3 separate regions of the Mus musculus genome follow, and all the other regions are linked to region 1. A link is a contact called in public Hi-C and HiChIP or PLAC-seq data. All regions are on one chromosome and are shown on one strand. The core of a region is the stretch at or near the end of the contact, and the rest is flanking DNA. Distances in the headings are between cores, read along the strand shown.

Evidence for each region. A called contact is a pair of places that touch in the nucleus more often than the background predicts. HiChIP or PLAC-seq counts read pairs in DNA pulled down with a chosen protein or histone mark.
Region 2: a BATF HiChIP or PLAC-seq map of CD8 T cells shows a contact between it and region 1, with 13 read pairs. The contact joins the promoter of Zfp217 here to the enhancer-like site in region 1. A contact is called at or near these places in 2 of 39 promoter capture datasets (embryonic stem cells and macrophages), 4 of 15 datasets of contacts at CTCF or cohesin (CD8 T cells, the NIH/3T3 cell line, large pre-B cells and 1 more), 62 of 484 Hi-C or Micro-C datasets (the 63-12 cell line, the AML12 cell line, B cells and 39 more), 45 of 115 datasets of contacts at active chromatin or transcription factors (the 230-238 cell line, CD8 T cells, DN3 thymocytes and 31 more) and 5 of 9 other capture datasets (adipose tissue, embryonic stem cells, liver and 2 more).
Region 3: a Hi-C map of muscle stem cells shows a contact between it and region 1, with 1.9 times the contacts expected there. The contact joins two enhancer-like sites. A contact is called at or near these places in 12 of 39 promoter capture datasets (the 3T3-L1 cell line, the C10 cell line, the HPC-7 cell line and 6 more), 1 of 15 datasets of contacts at CTCF or cohesin (CD8 T cells), 14 of 484 Hi-C or Micro-C datasets (B cells, the C2C12 cell line, LSK cells and 8 more), 31 of 115 datasets of contacts at active chromatin or transcription factors (the 230-238 cell line, CD8 T cells, DN3 thymocytes and 20 more) and 5 of 9 other capture datasets (adipose tissue, embryonic stem cells, liver and 2 more).

Annotation. Positions count from the first base shown.
Region 1 is chr2:170,246,081-170,249,304 of GRCm38.p6, forward strand. No RefSeq gene overlaps it. Among named protein-coding and RNA genes, the nearest start is that of Gm17619, 54 kb to the left of the region's middle. Within about 2 kb of position 1,766, at least 106 of the 459 cell types and tissues checked have an H3K27ac peak or open chromatin away from gene starts, as enhancers often do. A contact at or near this core is called in the 63-12 cell line, the C2C12 cell line, CD8 T cells and 16 more, where this site is marked.
Region 2 is chr2:170,129,444-170,132,667 of GRCm38.p6, forward strand. It overlaps Zfp217 (zinc finger protein 217), which reads right to left and starts at 1,777. Exons shown (of 6, transcript NM_001033299.3): 1 at 1,605-1,777.
Region 3 is chr2:170,146,259-170,149,482 of GRCm38.p6, forward strand. It overlaps a transcript of Zfp217 not described here. Among named protein-coding and RNA genes, the nearest start is that of Zfp217, 17 kb to the left of the region's middle. Within about 2 kb of position 1,648, at least 155 of the 459 cell types and tissues checked have an H3K27ac peak or open chromatin away from gene starts, as enhancers often do. A contact at or near this core is called in the C2C12 cell line, CD8 T cells, the N1E-115 cell line and 3 more, where this site is marked.

The DNA of each region.
Region 1 (3,224 bases), core at 516-3,015:
AGACTTATACTTCAAGCCCTGCCCTGACTTGGCCCAGCAATGCCTGGCTCATTCGTCCCCACACCCGAGAGGTTTGGATTCAATGCCTCAAGAAAAATAGCTGTTGGTCACCACAGCGTGAAGCTTAATCAAATTTGTCTTCATGAATTTAGTGTTCTGACTCACCAGCGTGGGAGTGGGGGCTGATGTCAGGAGACACATCTCCGGATACCCGATCATTTGGCGGGTGAGAGTGGCATCGTGAAACATGGAAGCCGGAGAACTCGGAAGTTGGGGATGCCTGTAGGATTTCTTTTCCGTCCTCTTAGCTTTAGGCATTGACAAATGATGCACCGTTATCTGTCACCCCAGTATCACCCAGAGTCAAGACAGTGACTTAAACTGAACTATGGCACGGTTCAGGAGCAGTTCTGTGCTTTTTGTTTTGGTTACAAACTCCTTTTTCCTTTCAGGGGACAAGAAGACATAGGAGGGCGCCCTGGTTTGCCTTCCTGGTGCTGTGATAGACACCTTAACCAGAGGAAGTAACTTGGGGAGGCGAGGACCCTGCTTTCATTTACATCTTCATAGCTTGTTGGCTAAGCAGGCTGGCTGTGCAGATGAAGCCCCTGTTAGCACTCTCTGGCTCTCCTGGAAATTACCAACTGCACCAATGACTCTCCATCCGCAGCCCTGTTCTCTCCTCTTTGAGCCTTCCTGGCATCTCCCTGTTCTTCTCATGGATGCTCTTTCCCCAGCTCCCTAACAGCAGCATTCAGCAAGCTGTCATTCCTCTGAGAACCTGACACACAGTCCCAGCCCCAGTGCCTGCTTCCCCTGTTTGTGCAGCCCCTTTCCCTGTTTTTATAGCTTTGTGGTAATGAACAGGATCTGTGTCTGTCTGTCTTCCCTTCTCCAATTTTTTCTGCCTGTCTGTCCATCTGTCTGTCCTCTATCTCCCCACCCTCCAACTCCTTCCAGTGTTTCACTGTATAGCCCTGGCTGGTCTGGAACTTACTATATATACTATGCTGCCCTGGAACTCATAGAGATCCTCCTGCCTCTGTCTCCTAAATGCTGGGATTAGGACTAGATATTTCTATTGCCTGTTTTGTTATCAAAATTGTATTTGAAGAGGGCCTCACCCATTGATATATAGTGTTTACATGGCCCACACTGTGTGGCTGTGTGGTCCCTCTAACTGAGATATTCACTTCCTGGCCTTTTGAATGATGATGGTGGTGGCAGTGGTGGAGGAGGAGGAGAAAAAGGAGGAGGAGGAGGAGCAAGAGAAGGAGGAGCAAGAAGAGGAGGAACAAAAGGGGGAAGAAGAAGTGGAGGAGGAGGAAGAAGAGGAGGAGCAAGAGGAGGAAGAAGAGGAAGAGGGAGAGGGAGAAGGAGGAAGAGGAGGAGGAGGAAGAGGAAGAAGAAGGAGGAGGAGGAGGAGGAAGAGGAAGAAGAAGGAGGAGGAGGAGGAGGAAGAGGAGGAGGAGGAAGAAGAAGAAGATGAAGAAGAAAAAGGAGAAGGAGAAGGAGAAGGAGAAGGAGAAGGAGAAGGAGAAGGAGAAGGAGAAGGAGAAGGAGAAGGAGAAGGAGAAGAAGAAGAAGAAGAAGAAGAAGAAGAAGAAGAAGAAGAAGAAGAAGAAGAAGAAGAAGAAGAAGAAGAAGAAGAAGAAGAAGAAGAAGAAGAAAGCAGCTTCCTGGTTCAGTATAGAGATGAACCCTCTAGGCTATGAGTCACCAGCCTACATTCGAATCCCAGCTGTAACTCTTATTGCTCTGCCACCCTGGTTACACATCCAGGAGCTCTGACTCAGAATCCCTCCCAGCTGGTGCAGAAAAACATGACCACACCTCGCTAACTGCTTTGAAGTGCTCCTGAGGGCTCCCCTATGCTTGATGTCTTAGATTATGATCCTAGCAGATCTTTTCTGTTCTTATTTTTTAAAAAAAATGAAACACAGAACAATCTGGGCAACCACCTTTCCTGTCTTAGGGACAAAATTCATAGCATCCCGGTTGAGTCAGAGCAACTCAGGAGGTCTTCGATGACAGACTGTGGGGCTGTCTTTGATCTATTCTGGACACTCTGCTGACTCAGTGCTGACGACGGAAGACCCACTGGTGAAATGTCTGGGAGATCAAATATTTGTATGAGAGACTCAGGATTCCCAGCGGTCCCTGAAGCCTCATGGGAAGGGCTGGAAGGAATAAGAAAATTTACCAGGAACTGGTGTGGACTCCGACATCCGTTATTGCTGCCTGCAGTGGGTGATGGACAGACGGCAGTTCCTGGGAAGTTCTGTGAGGCCACTAGGTGGTCACAAGTTTAATTCGAGCCAGACATACAGGGCTGGCAAGGAGCACAAGATCCTGGTCTGCAAGAGATGCCTGTGGGCTCCGAGGAAGGTAGAACAGAAAGCAATTTAAATGAAGTAGGCAGCCCACAATTTGAAAATGGACGTCTGTTGTAGAGATGATTTTTAGTGGGGATATTGCCAGCATTTCAGGGGCCAAGGAAGAAGTGCAGGGAAGGTCGGGTTGCTGAATCCCTTGGGAACCTTGTCATCTTGAGGGATCCTGGGGGATCCAGGAATGTTTCCCAGGAAAAGGGATGACCACAGGGAAGCAAGCTTGCTGACAAGCCTTCTCCATGGAAGGAACTTGATGTTTTATTATTGTCATGATGCTGATTATGATTATTATTTATGGTGCTGGGTTAGGATCTGGGACCTCATGAATATTTGGCAAGCTCCCGACTTACGTCTCCAGTCCCAATCTCACTGCCCCTCTTACAAGGAGGGAAATACACTTAAGAGATTCACCATCAGATGATCAGCCCTACTCATGAGTTTCTTCCACCCTCCCCTGCTTGGCCCAGGTCTACGGTCTCAAAAGAAGTCATTCTTAGATTCTGTGTTTGTTCTCCATGGCTCTGCCTTGCTGTCGATGGCTGACGGATGCTGGGAGCTAGTGCACTGGATTCTCCTTTTTCGGGAGAATGGAATCTGCCTAAAGGATTGCCAGTCTCTCTGTCTTTGTATGACCAAGGCTGTAGTATGTAAGTCTGGGGCAGAGGGGCAGATGTTTGTCACCAAGACAATGCTGTGGTAGAGAGTTGGTCCATGCATGTTGCAGGAAGGACAGGGCAGGGATGAAGAGAGGCAGAGTGAGCAGCAGGGACCTGCCAAGTGATTCTTTTTTTTTTTTTTTTTTTTTTTTTTTTTTTGAGACAGGGTTTCTCT
Region 2 (3,224 bases), core at 527-3,026, 120 kb before region 1:
CAGTCTAAAGAGCCAAAATATGGAAGTTCCCAGGGATGACTAATGCTAACTATCCACAACTCAGTCTTCAGAGGTCACTGCCTCTTGGATTTTATACTTACATAACTGGAAAGCTGGCAGCATGGTGGAGGGACTCAATCAAATCAGGATTCAAAATTAAAACCAAAATAACCAGATAGCCTAAATATACCACCAGGCTCCACAGGTTTGAAAAAACAGTATCTAAAATAAATACGACTTCTCCAGCAGGAGGGGGAAAAGTCATCTACCAGTAAGGACACACCTTAAAAGTTCTCAGCACAGTAACTAAGCACCAACTAGTGGTCTGATAGATACACTCCCCAGACAGAAAGCAGTAAGGTTAGTTCTCTGCACTTGTCACTACAAAAAAAAAAAAAAAATTTTTTTTTTGAAACTAGACCTGTTACTAATCCTTCTCGAAACAAAAACTTAACATCTGATATCCAATTTGGTACCAAGGTGGTCGATTTACTCTGGGAAAAGTAGTCAAGAAGGCTGTGGACGTTTTTCTCTTACAAAGAGAGGTGAAAGGCCCCCTGAGGCCCCTACCTAGTTGCCAGGCATGGCCAGCAGCTGTGGCTACCCTGCCTCCTCTTTTGTTGGCCTTAATCTCATGTCAAGTTATTCAACCACCTCAAAAGGGATGAAGACATAATTGAATCAACCTGAACTAAATCAGACCTAGGCCTCTTAAAACATACAACTTAATGGCTCCAACCCATCCCAAACCAGGAAACTGGCCACGGGATCCTGGGGTACACATGGTGCCCTACAGCCCTGGACCCCAAGCTGGTGCCCCTTAATCAACGCATGCTCAGGAATGCCTGTTTCTCAGAGAAAGAAACTAAGGCTCACAGGACACAGCCCTTAAGGTTGGGAACGACCACCCCGAGCCCCCGACCCAAACAATAAAAAGTTTAAAAGTTTCTACTACTGTGTGAGTGCGGACCGGCCCCCACTGGGGGTCCCAGAAGTGGGCCCCCGGGACTTCGGCTCACTTCAGGAAGCAAACCTTTCGGGAAAAATCCCCGCCCGCTGTCCCCACCCCCACCCTCCCCGCCCAAGAATGCGCTTCCCGTGCGCCGAGGGTCTGAGGCGGGGGCGCCCTTCACTGCGCGCCCGCTCGCGTTGAGGCTAAACTGAGGCGCACGGGGCGGCGCCCTCGGATGTGCGGTGCCGCCTCCCGCCAACCCGCACGAACTTCCCACGGGAGTTTGCGGGACGTTCTAAGTTTGGGAGTGAAACCGAACACCTTCCTTGGTTGGCAGGACGCAGCTCCCGCAGGGGCCCGGACCCCCGACGGCCACGCCGCGCCGGGCAGGCCATTGTCTCGGCCGTCCCTCCCAGCCCCACGCGCGGCCGCAGCCGTGGGGACGCGGCCCCGGCGCCCCTTTACCTGCGGCCGTCCGGCTGCACCGCCCAGCCGCGGGGCTGAAGGAGCGGCAGAGGCGGCGCGGCCTTTGTGCGTCTGCCGCTAGCCCCGACGGCGCGGGGACCGGGACGGGGCCGCGCCATGCCCGCCTCCCACGGCCGCGGGCGCCGGGACCCCCACCCCCACAGAGGCTCCGGGGGGCCGGGCTCACCTCCGGCGCGGGGCGAGGGAGCGGCGCGGGCGCCCCCTACTCGTCCGCGCGGGGACAGTGCAGGCGCGGGGTCCCTGCGCGGGCGGGCGGGCGGCCGGCGTCCGGCGGGGGGACTGTTGGGGCAGAAAGTGCTCGCAGCAGCTGTTGCGCCCTCCCCCCCGGCCGCGCCGCCTGACGCCCCGCCCCCGGCCACGCCCCCTCTGTGACCGCGCGTGTGCGCAAGCGCGTCCCCGACCCGCCCACCGCTGCGGGCCACGCCCCCCTCGGACCCCCCGAGGCGCGAGCCCCGCGGAGCGGCGCGCGCACCCCACTCCCACCCCGTGGGCTCCCGCGCACGCGCGCCCCGCGCCGTGTCCCGCCATCCGGCCTAACGTGGCGCGCTCGCGCCCGGGCGGTTCCAGTGACAGGTATTCTGGGGATGGAGGGGGGGGCTGCAAACGCAGCACGCAGGCGCACAGCCAGTCCTCCCTCGCCGCCTCCCCCTCCCTTGCAAGGTGCGCCCCGGGAGGGGAGGGAAGAGGAGGGGAGGGGCCGGTTGCCCAACTCCCCGGTCGCCCAGAATCACGAACAACAACAATAATAATAATAAAAATTTAAAAATAAACCAACCTTGCCACTGGCTTCGGGAGCTCACAGGATAGCGGTGTTCTGAGGTGTTGTGAAGGTTAACACTTTCAGAGAGTCAATGTGAGGAAGGTCCGAGACCTAAAAAGAATAAATTTTCTCTTAAATTGTTATCTTCAAAAAGCCTTTTTATTTCTTCCTTAACACCCTGGGCTTGTGTTTCTATTATAGTTTCATATCTGAATTTGGACTTGGTACCTAATAAATCTTAGTTTGCAGAGAAATTCATTTGAGTGAAACTAGGCTTAAAAGTGTGCTCAAAAACAAAAACCACACACTTCTTTATGCCCATCTCACTTAAAGCGTTTCCCTTCTGTTTTGTTCCTGACTCGTATTAAAGATGAAAGAAGATAAGACAGGAAAAGGTTTGACTCCAAAGGCCTGGGACTGATGTCCCGTTTTAAGCAAGCCCCAGGGAGGAACTATGGCGGCCACAATCACATCCAATAATTTTTCTGCTCCAAAATGCAAATGAACTCAAATGTAAAATAGATTTATTGCTTAACACCGAACAGTCAACTTGTTTGTTTCTTTTTCAAGCTGGCCCTCGGTGTATCAAAAAGTGGGAAAACATCAAGAAAAGCATACATACCCATTTCCTAAATCAAAAAGAAGCGTGGGGGTTGGGGGGGAACGGGACAAAAAAGAACCGACCGGAACTGGTAAGCAACGCAGTCCTTAATAAATAGGAAGAAGAATTCAAGAAGACAGCTTAGCAAGGGGCAAGAACCTGCCTTGTAGAATGTTTTTGCTGTCATTTTACATAGAACTACCAACCCACATATGGTCTCGTTAGTCTTTTTTTTCAAAGGAAGTGAATCAATTACTTACTCACAATTAATTAGCATCGCTGGAAGTAGATCCTTAAGCCAGCCCTGATTCTCATCCAAGCCCAGAAGATATTGATCATTTTTAGTACTAGGGTTCCTTTTCTCACCACAGATTAATATCTTTCTCTAAAGTATTATATTTACCCTATAAATATCATAAACTATA
Region 3 (3,224 bases), core at 398-2,897, 100 kb before region 1:
ATAACAGATCCCCTAGAGCTGGAATTACAAAGAGTTGTGAACTACCATGTGTGTTCTGGGAATTGAACCCTAGTCCTTTGTAAGAGCAACCAGGGCTCTTAACCACTGAGCCATCTCTCCAGTCCTACAGATTTTTTTTAGAAAGAAAGAGAGAAAGAAAGAAAGAAAGAAAGAAAGAAAGAAAGAAAGAAAGAAAGAAAGGAAGGAAGAAAGGAAGAAAGAAAGGAAGAAAGAAAGGAAGAAAGAAAGAAAGAAAGAAAGAAAGGAAGAAAGAAGAAAAAGTGTTTGTTTGTGTGTGTGTCTGTACACATGCAAATATTTAAATGGAGATGATCCAAGTCTGAAATCAGCCATTGGGAAACTGAGACAAGAGGACCAGCCTAGGCTTCCTAACAAGACTATCTCAAAGAGAAAACAAAAACAAACAAGAATTTAAACCACTAGGCAGCGGTGGCAGACTTCCTTTAATCCCAGCAGAGGCAGATGGATCTCTGTGAGCTCCAGGCCAGCCTGAACTACAAAGCTAGTTATAGGGCAGGCAGGGAAACCCTGTCTCAACAAAACAAAACAACAAACAACCCCCCCAAAAAAACACAAACAAACAATTTAAATCAGGCCAGGGAGACAACTCAGCTGGTAAAGACATTGGGTTCCAGGCTAGATGACCTGTGTTCAATTCCCAGGACTTAAAAAGGTTAAAAAAAAACTCACTCCCAAAAGTTGTTCTTTGATCAACTTTGTATGTGTTCTGTGGTGTGTGCATATACACATATAAATAAACAAAAAAGAACTGAAGGGATTTTCTAATCATGGAAAGTTTTAGTATGAATTAAATAGACCAACAAAGTATCTGTAAAATGTACATCGTTCGTTACTAATTCATGTGAAGCTATATGGTGTTTAGAGATGTATGCAGAAACCTATAGAAAACTGACATGATAAATTAGAATTTATAATACTTTACCAGATGACGGGAGAATTGAATTGAAACAGTTGTGGTTAACACGTTGAAATTATAGAACTGGGTCCTGGGTTACAGGAGAATCAGTTTGCTATTTTTTGCTATTCTATTTACATGCACTTCAAATTTGTTCAGGCTAGTTCTGAATAGTCATTTTTTTTTTCAATAATGGGATACGAATGACCTTTTCTCCACTTCCTGTTTTTCTCTATTTTCCATAAACCTGCCGGTAAAAACCTTTGAAATCAAAGATGTCTTTGACAAAAAAGAAACTTAAAACTAGGATCTAACAACCTAATAAGATGTTTCTCTTGCTATGAAACTTTAGCAGCTGAAAAAGCCATGCTTGGTACCGGTGCATGCAATGTTCTTTTGGGACAGCACTGTGTCATTAGAACCTATGTTGTAAATATGGCCAGATGATAAAAGGACCAGCTGCCATAAAGGCTTTCAAAGATCAAGAAACATCTAAGAAAGCGTGCGCGCGCATACACACACACACACACACACACACACACACACACACACACACACACACACAGCACCTCCTTCCTGCTTCTTAAATGCTAAATGACAAGACACTCTGGTTTTATTTCTAAACTTCCATGCAGTAAGCAGAGAGCAGGGCAGAGTTCTACATACCTCGGTGCTGACTCAGAAAGGAAGGGTTCCACATTCCTTAATTAGCAGTATCAGAAGAGCTCCACTTCCGGCACTGCAGTTCCCATTTCTCCCGACACACTGTGCACAACACCCAAGTCCACGAACAGGATGGTGGTGGGAAAGCCTGGAATGTAGACGGTGCCGCTTAATTTAACGTGTTCTCCTCTATTCGGTTACACATATCCTCTTGTCTTAATGTTTACCAGACAAAGATGTCGAATGAGCTTTGAGACTTCAGACATACGCTATGTATCTGGAGATCACAGTAAGGAATAGATAAACACTAAATTTAAAAATATAGCTGTCTTGGCAGGGCATGCCTTTAATCCCAACCCTCCAGAGGCAGAGGGATTTCTGTGAATATTAGGCCAGTCTAGTCTGTATAGTGAGTCCCAGGCCAGCCAGTGCTAGCTACATAGTGAGACTCTGTCAAAAATAATAATAATGTTAAAAAAAAACAAAAAAACAACAAAAAAAAAACAGCTTTCTCAGCTCCTCGCAGGCAAATGATTCCAAGCTCGGTGGCCAGCTCTTGCCTTTTTAGTGCCATTTACTGGAACTGTTTATGGTCTGTCCTCCAAAGACAAAGCTTTGAGGGAGATTTCCAAGCTCGATTACATAGCCATCCAAAGTGGCATAATTGATCAAGTTTGAAGAGTAGGTGGCAAAGCTATCGCAGCTTAAGGGAAATGTCAAATTCTTAGAGAACATTTTTTTTTCCTTGTAGATACTGGATTTGATAAGTTCAGAGAGCTTTGTTATTGTTGTGGTTCGTCTTTTGTTGGTTTTGTTTGTAAACAAACAAACAAAAAACAGGGTCTCACCGTGTAGCCTGGTAAGACTCATGGCAATTCTCCTGTTTCTGTCGCCTAAGAGAATCACATTCAACCTCGGAAGTGCTAGTATTACACAGAAAGAGCACCACTCCTGGTCAGAGGGTTTTAATAGAGAATAACCCTAAGGAGACAGTCAGCTGATTCAACAATTGGTTTTATAAGCAAGCTCTTTTGAAAAGTATCATTTTATACATTGGGGAAGCCCGAATCTGCTCCTCAACATGCCGCGTGCCATGATTCATGTTACATGACAAATGGACAGGACATCATGTTCGTTTGCCTCTTTATTTAAAGACAGGGTTTCTCTCCGGCTGATCTGAATCTCGTGATCCCTGCCTCACAGGTGTGTGCTTCCTCAAACTGTCTGCAGTCCTTCTGGTAGGTTTCTATTTGTTTTAACTGTAAATAAGACAGAATGACTCGTGCCTGTAGTCTCCACTCTTAAAAGACAGAGGCAGGAGGAGGCCAGCTAGGAGTGCATAGCAAGATCATGTCTGAAAAAGTAAACACACACACACACACACACACACACACACACACACACACCCACATTCAAGCCAGGCAGTGAAGCACATGCCTATTTGTGAGAAGGAACACAAGACTGAAAAAGTCAACCCTCTGGGAAATATTCAAAAATCTTTCCTCAGAACAAGAAAATTTCAGGCTGGGCATGATGGCTCACACCTTTAATCCGAGCTGTGGCAGGTGGATCTTCTGCATGGCAAGTTTCAGGCTAGAGCCAGGAAGTGAGGCTAAGTCTCACA